Linked DNA regions of Pan troglodytes: region 2 is linked to region 1. The links are chromatin contacts, called in public Hi-C maps. All regions are on one chromosome and are shown on one strand. The core of a region is the stretch at or near the end of the contact, and the rest is flanking DNA. Distances in the headings are between cores, read along the strand shown. Region 1 holds the start of VTA1 (vesicle trafficking 1). Region 2 holds the start of HIVEP2 (HIVEP zinc finger 2).

What was found. Hi-C and Micro-C count contacts between places; a contact is called where the count stands out from the background.
Region 2: a Hi-C map of stem cell-derived neural progenitor cells shows a contact between it and region 1, with 10 times the contacts expected there. The contact joins the promoter of HIVEP2 here to the promoter of VTA1 in region 1. A contact is called at or near these places in 1 of 7 Hi-C or Micro-C datasets (stem cell-derived neural progenitor cells) and 1 of 1 datasets of contacts at active chromatin or transcription factors (stem cell-derived excitatory neurons).

What each region holds. Positions count from the first base shown.
Region 1 is chr5:153,998,208-154,001,477 of NHGRI_mPanTro3-v2.0_pri, forward strand. It overlaps VTA1 (vesicle trafficking 1), which reads left to right and starts at 1,450. Exons shown (of 8, transcript XM_518771.7): 1 at 1,450-1,692. The coding sequence starts at 1,581. NMBR (neuromedin B receptor) reads right to left here and starts at 1,598. Exons shown (of 3, transcript XM_016956393.4): 1 at 1,337-1,598. The coding sequence starts at 1,491.
Region 2 is chr5:154,798,264-154,801,230 of NHGRI_mPanTro3-v2.0_pri, forward strand. HIVEP2 (HIVEP zinc finger 2) reads right to left here and starts at 1,654. Exons shown (of 10, transcript XM_063813513.1): 1 at 1,455-1,654.

The DNA of each region.
Region 1 (3,270 bases), core at 200-2,699:
GGGGCTGAGTGCCTAGCTTGAATAGAGCGAGAGAAGTTTGAAACACCATCTGTGGACTACAGCACTGGTCCTTAACCCTAGACGTAACATTAAAATTACATGAGGACCTTTTAAAGATACTGACATTTAGGATCCCACCTAGAACAATTAAGTGAGAATGCCTGGAGTGGGCTTTAAAGTTGATCTTTAAGGGCAGCTGCAGTTGAGAATCAAGAAGTAATAGGAAACAAATAAATGAAAAGTTGTGAGTATAGAAAGAAAACAGTTATGGTTATCCAACTCTGCTTTTCTTCATTGATTTCTCTACCAATCTAGCAACTTTTGACTGGAAAGTCCAAATAGTGGGAGTAAGAGAAAGAGAAAGAAACCATACATTCTCCAGTGGTAGGAAATATGCCGCTGAGATTGGGGAAGAAGACAGAACTGAGTTTCAGGCTGAGTAAAAAAGCCCGACCCAGAATAAGATGATGGACTTTGCAAATAGGTCTAGACAACGTATGTGGAGTGGGATAATATGAGGACATGGAGCGGTTTCTTCTGGGGGTGAGAGAGTGATCAGAAAATAGTAGGCAGAGGGGAATTTCCGAGCTGGAGATTTTGGCTCTTGGGGATAGTGTGATTTCAGTGAAAACTAGTTTTAAGACGAATTGTCAAAACTGAGGACTGAGATAAAATAAAGAAGGTTATTGGAGGAAGTAAATAAAGTGTACAGTCCTGAAAGATGTAAGTATGGGATGGAGAGGAGAGGAAGAGAATTGAAGTCATTGAGGGTAGAAGGAAAAGTGATGCCTACTGCACAATGGTTAAGAGTTACCAGCGTTGAAAACGTCCCAAACACCCTATCTTACATTAAGACAAGATAATAAATATGAAAATACTTTACAAATTGTTAATCACTCTCCAGAAAAAAAAAGGTGATCTACAGATTATTCATTCACTAAAATACGTACTAGCCAGCTGAGAACAAAAGTTCAATCTTCTTTAAGCTTCATATGTTTAGCTTAATTTGGCGCGAAATCTGATTATTTTATCCAGTATGTCAACATAGAAAAATTTAATTTACAATTTAAACACATTATTTCTCTCTCATGCAAGTATTGAAATTAAAGTTTCTAAAATCAAAAAGGCTTCTAAAGGACACTGCTATATGGAATATTAATGTGGCATATTAACTGGAAGTGGTAATTCCTGAATGACGCCAAAGGCAATTCTCGCCTTTATACTTTCTCCCAGTCAACATACATTATTTTCTTGTTTTTCCTTTTCTATCCTTCCTTTTGCCACAAACAACAAACCAAACAAAAAAGCAAAACAAAACAAAAACCCTTCCTCCTACCAGCAGAGAGCGCTAGCGCCATGCGCGGCATAAGCGCCAAAATGCTCGGGTCTTCTGTGGGTTCTAACCGCCGAGAGCCAAGCACCCTGAGGTTGTCCCAGCTGGGGATCCGTAGTTGACTTGACGTCGCTGAGCAACGGAAGAGTGGGCAGCATTTGCTCCGAACGCTCGTGCGCGCTACCGCCCAGACGGAAGCGGAAGTGCCGGTGGCGCGCGAGTAGGAAGTGGTGAGTTCGGAGTAGAGATGGCCGCGCTTGCACCGCTGCCCCCGCTCCCCGCACAGTTCAAGAGCATACAGCATCATCTGAGGACGGCTCAGGAGCATGACAAGCGAGACCCTGTGGTGGCTTATTACTGTGAGTCTTTCCGAGTGGCCGCGCCCCTTCTTTCCCAGTTGCATTTTAGGGCCCACACACCTCCCTGAGGTTCTTGGGGCATGCCCCGCCCCCCTCGCTTTAAACCTGAGCTTTGACCTCGAGCCTACCCAGGGAACTCCCTGGGTTCCCACCCTCTGGCAGTAGGAATCCCAAAACACCGTGGTGTCCACTGCTTCTCCTATCTTGTGCTTAAATGCTCCAGTACTGACTACACAGGCTCTTGAACTGTGGAATATAATCTTCCAAGGTTTTCTCTGTGTGTGTACACACAAGAGCCTCTTGTCTCAAATAGGAATCCTGAAAATAAATTGAATTAGGTTTAAAACGAAGGTGAGTGTCCGAAAGAAGGAGTGATGTGGATAAAAGGACGATAGACTAGTTGAAAACATAGTAATAAGTGAATATTATTTATGACAGCATGCAAGCCCAATCAGAAACTCATTTGGTTAAATGGGGAGTATCTGCTACTAAATAAGCACTTGAATTTGACCTTTCCCCACCCAGCTGCTCTCTCCTACCATGCAGAATTTTTAGTTTTGACTTCTTTGAATAATACCCGCTGTTGAGACCTTTGAAAGCAGTATTTTCACTTTGAGTGTTATACGTTGAATTTACAGTTTGATTTAAAAAAATATAGGTTAACTCTGCTCAAACTTGTAGTGAGTAAAGGGAGTACCAGTAATTCTGTGTTAACTTTATTTTGTATTCTGTACTCTTTACTGCAAATAAAACAAGTAACTGGACAATTATAATTCTGAAAAGGATATTTAGAGTTGAGAAGTTGGATATAATGCGTCCATTGTTGTGTATATTGTAAGGTTAGCTAAAATCTGGTCACTGTTATCTCTGCCATACTCCAAATGTACCCTGTTTCTCAAATGTGCAAGGCCTTTTCAGACCTACCATGTTCCACTCTCTTGGAATGTGCACCTTTTTCTTGCACTTGGCAAACTCATGATTCAAGATCTAACCCAAATGTCACCTCTTCTGTGGGCAGCAAATTGATTATTCTCTGTGCATTACTTCATTTTGTTCAAATTTTACAGCATCATTTTTATTATACTTGTTCTTCAGTTTCCTCAAGCAGGGTCCATATTCATTCAGTATTCATTCGTTCATTCATTCATTCATTGAGCTACCTTTGTATCAAGCATTAGTAGGCGCTGTGACTACATTTGCTGCATTTTTTGGAGCTTACATACAATGGAGGTAGAGAGTTTCAACAATATAGGGTCTATCATACATAGAGTATTAAAAGCTTATGAAAAAGAGCAAGGAAAAGGAATAAGAGTATCAGGAGTAGTGGTGGCAGGGAGTGCAGATGGGATTTCAGTTTCATAGTGGTCAGGAACACTTCACTGAATTGACATTTGGGGAAATAAAAGAGTGAAAGGCATGCCTTGCACCATCTGGGAAAGAGTATTCTCCATAGAGGTTATAAAAGTCCCGAAGTAGAGGCTTGCTGGAAGGAGGAGTAAGTAGACTATTGTGACTGGAGTGGATGGGGCTTGGGAGTGATGGGATAAGGTCAAAGAATCTCTCATCCCTAAAGGAAAT
Region 2 (2,967 bases), core at 404-2,903, 800 kb after region 1:
CCAGCACCCCAGACGCGAAACGTGGAGGAACGCTGTGAACGAGCCGGGAGACCCTCCAAGTTGCTCTGGGCTCCGGGGAGCGTCAAGGTCCAAGACACAACTTGGCAAAGACTTGTGCCACAGTCACCGAAGATGTTTGTGCGGAGACCCTCCTGCGGGGAACGACGGCGCTCGGCGGCGCCCCGCTCTCCTCCTCTCCACCCCCTCACCTCCAGCCCGCCTCCCGCCGGCCGCCCGCCTCCGGGCCGCGAGCCCCTCGGGCGGCTGTCAGCTCCCGGCCGCCGCCGGGTGACAGGGGAGGGAGGAGGGCGCGACGCGGCGGCCCGAGCCCCAGCGGGCGAGGGGGATCCTCGCAGCCGCGGCGGCCGCTCACCTGGAAAGTCACCGCTGAGGAGGAGGAGAAGGAGGACGGAGAGGAGGAGGGAGAGGAGGAGGGGGAGGAAACCCCCCTGGTGCCCTTGTTCTCGCTGCAGCGGCGGCCGCTCCTCGCCAAGGCTGAGCGTGTCTGGTGGGGGGTGTCTGGTAGCATTTCCTTAAGGACAGAGGGAGGGCGGGCGCGGAGGGAGGGAAGAGATCCCGACCGCCAGCCCAGGCTCCTCTTGCCTTTATTTATTTTTCTGACACTGTATGGAGATGGGCCCGGGGCAGGGGCCGCCGGGCTCAGGCGGGAGCCGCGAGGCCCGGGCCGCAGCTGTCTGCGTGCGGGAGCCGCAGCGGCCGCCTCCCCTCCCGGGCTGTGGACGCACCGGGTTATTCCTGGCAGCGCCTCCCCGAACAGAAGTTACTAGGAGGAGTGCGCGGCGAGGGCGGACGGGGGGAGAGGCGGAGGGAGGGAGGGAGGAAGAGGGAGAGACTCAGCCAGCGACGTCATCGGATCCCCCAGCGCGTCCCAGGGAGGGAGGCTGAACCAGAAAAACCAGTCTGGAGCCAGTGAGCGAGAGAGGGATGTGCGGCGCGCGGGGCGACGGGGGAGGGAGGCAGTCGGGAGGGCAGGGCCGGGCCCCACGGCTGCCGCTGCGGGCGGGGAGATCGCGGCCGCGCACTCGCTCGGTCGGAGCGGGGAACTCCCCGGAGAGCCGGTCTCTACTTGTCATGCAAAAAAACTTGGGCATCTCTAGGAGCCTGAGAATTTCCTTTAAGGATGTGGAAACCTCCTCCGTCCCCACCCCTTCCCCATTTCCCAGAGAATCGTTGTCTGCCTTCCTGACGAACGGAATTGTATAATTAGTAGTGCCCTTAGATTTGGAACCAGTACTCCGGATCCCTGGCCTCTCCTCGCCCCCTGCCTCTACTCACAATTATGTTATCGGTCAAGAAAAGCAAAATCAGACTGTGGCTCCTGGCTGGGTTTCTGGAGCTTTGTAGTGTTTTACTAGCACTTTCCGTGCCCCTGCGGGCGCGCGAACTATTCACGTGCTCGAAACGCCCGGATTACCTTCCCTGAGGTCACTCACCAGGGTGCCCCCGGCGCCCCCAGTTCGGGGACCGCGGCCCGCCCTCGCCAGGGGATTCAAATAGGTGTGGGCAGCGGCGCGAAGAGCAGCTGCCGGTTTCCTGGTGGGCCGCGCTGGAACCTCGGGGCGAGCTGCCACCTTCAGCCTGTGCGCTTCCCTCTCCACGGAAGGGACCGGAGTTGAAATCACAACCAACCCTGGGAGAGCGGGGCCGGGGGGCGGGGGAATCCCAGGCGAGTGGGAGCCGAAGCTCTGGGCTTCCTCCCCGGCCGGGCGACAACCGGGTGACACCGGGGCTCCCTCGGGCCGTTACCCTGCCTGTGTGGACTGGTGTGCACCCTCGGGGGAGGTTCCTAGGGTGCCACGGTGCCCGAGCGCGACGAGTGACTGCTGGGGAGGGGGGCCGGGTCCCGGAGCGCCTCCTCCGGGTGGTCTCCCCGCCAAGCGGGGACCGCGCGCAGCACCTCGCGGGCGCCCCAGCCCCCGCACCCTGCGGAGCCCAGCCGAGCGCCCAGGACGCCGCGGGCCCCAGCGGTCCTCCCCACCCCCTGGCCGCGCCGCCGCCCTGCCCGGGGCGGAGTAAACAAGAGACGCGCAAGATTTGACCTGGCGCGACCCGGTTTTCTGGCCGGGGTTCCCCCTGAGCAGGTGACTCCGTGGGAGGGGTGGAAATGAGTCTCTGGAATTCCGGGCCAAAGACAATAACTGTGGTTCTGCTTTTAAAGCAGGTATTTCACCAGCAACTGCGGAATGTTTTGTGTCTCCAGTTTCAAATTTCGCGGAAAGGGACCAAATGTCAGGACATATAAAATATCCCCTTCTCTTTTCATTAAAAATGAGTGCATTACAAAGGAAGGGCAGCCCCTTAATGCCTGCGAGAATAGCGCTGCTGGTTTCGTTTTTGTTTTGTTTTGTTTTGTTTTTCATTCTGACCCACAATCAGTGTATTTTTGAGGTCCCTATGCAATGGCGACGGTGCCGTGAAGGGCAACTCTGCAAAATAAAGCGGTGATACATTTTTTAACCGATTTTTTTCTCAGAGGAGAAAAATCTGAACAATTTGGCCTAAGTTTCACTTTGTCCTTCTCTTAGGTTGATCTCATTAAAATTCAGGGCCTACTTCCACTTAAGCAACTTCTTCTTTCATTGTATAGGTTCTTTAATATCCAGCCTTTTTAAACTTAACTTGAAGCCTTTAATTTAAAAAACTGTCCCAATCATCATTTTCTTTTAAATGTATGCAGTTGCATTTTAAACATCCATTTAACACACAAAATGTGATTTTTGAAATTTTTTTCACTTTCAAACCCACCTGCTACATACTCCCAGAGAGCGTTTTATTTAATTGCTTAATAGAGAAGATTAAGCAGTTTCTTTAAGAATCCAATTTCCCTTCAACAAACACAACAGCAGCTGCCCAAGCTCCCAGAAACTAAGCAAAGGCAAGTAGCAGGCAGCGTTTTGCTTCACTAGAATGAATGTTAGTTGAAACCTTAAATACCTCTTTAAAAGA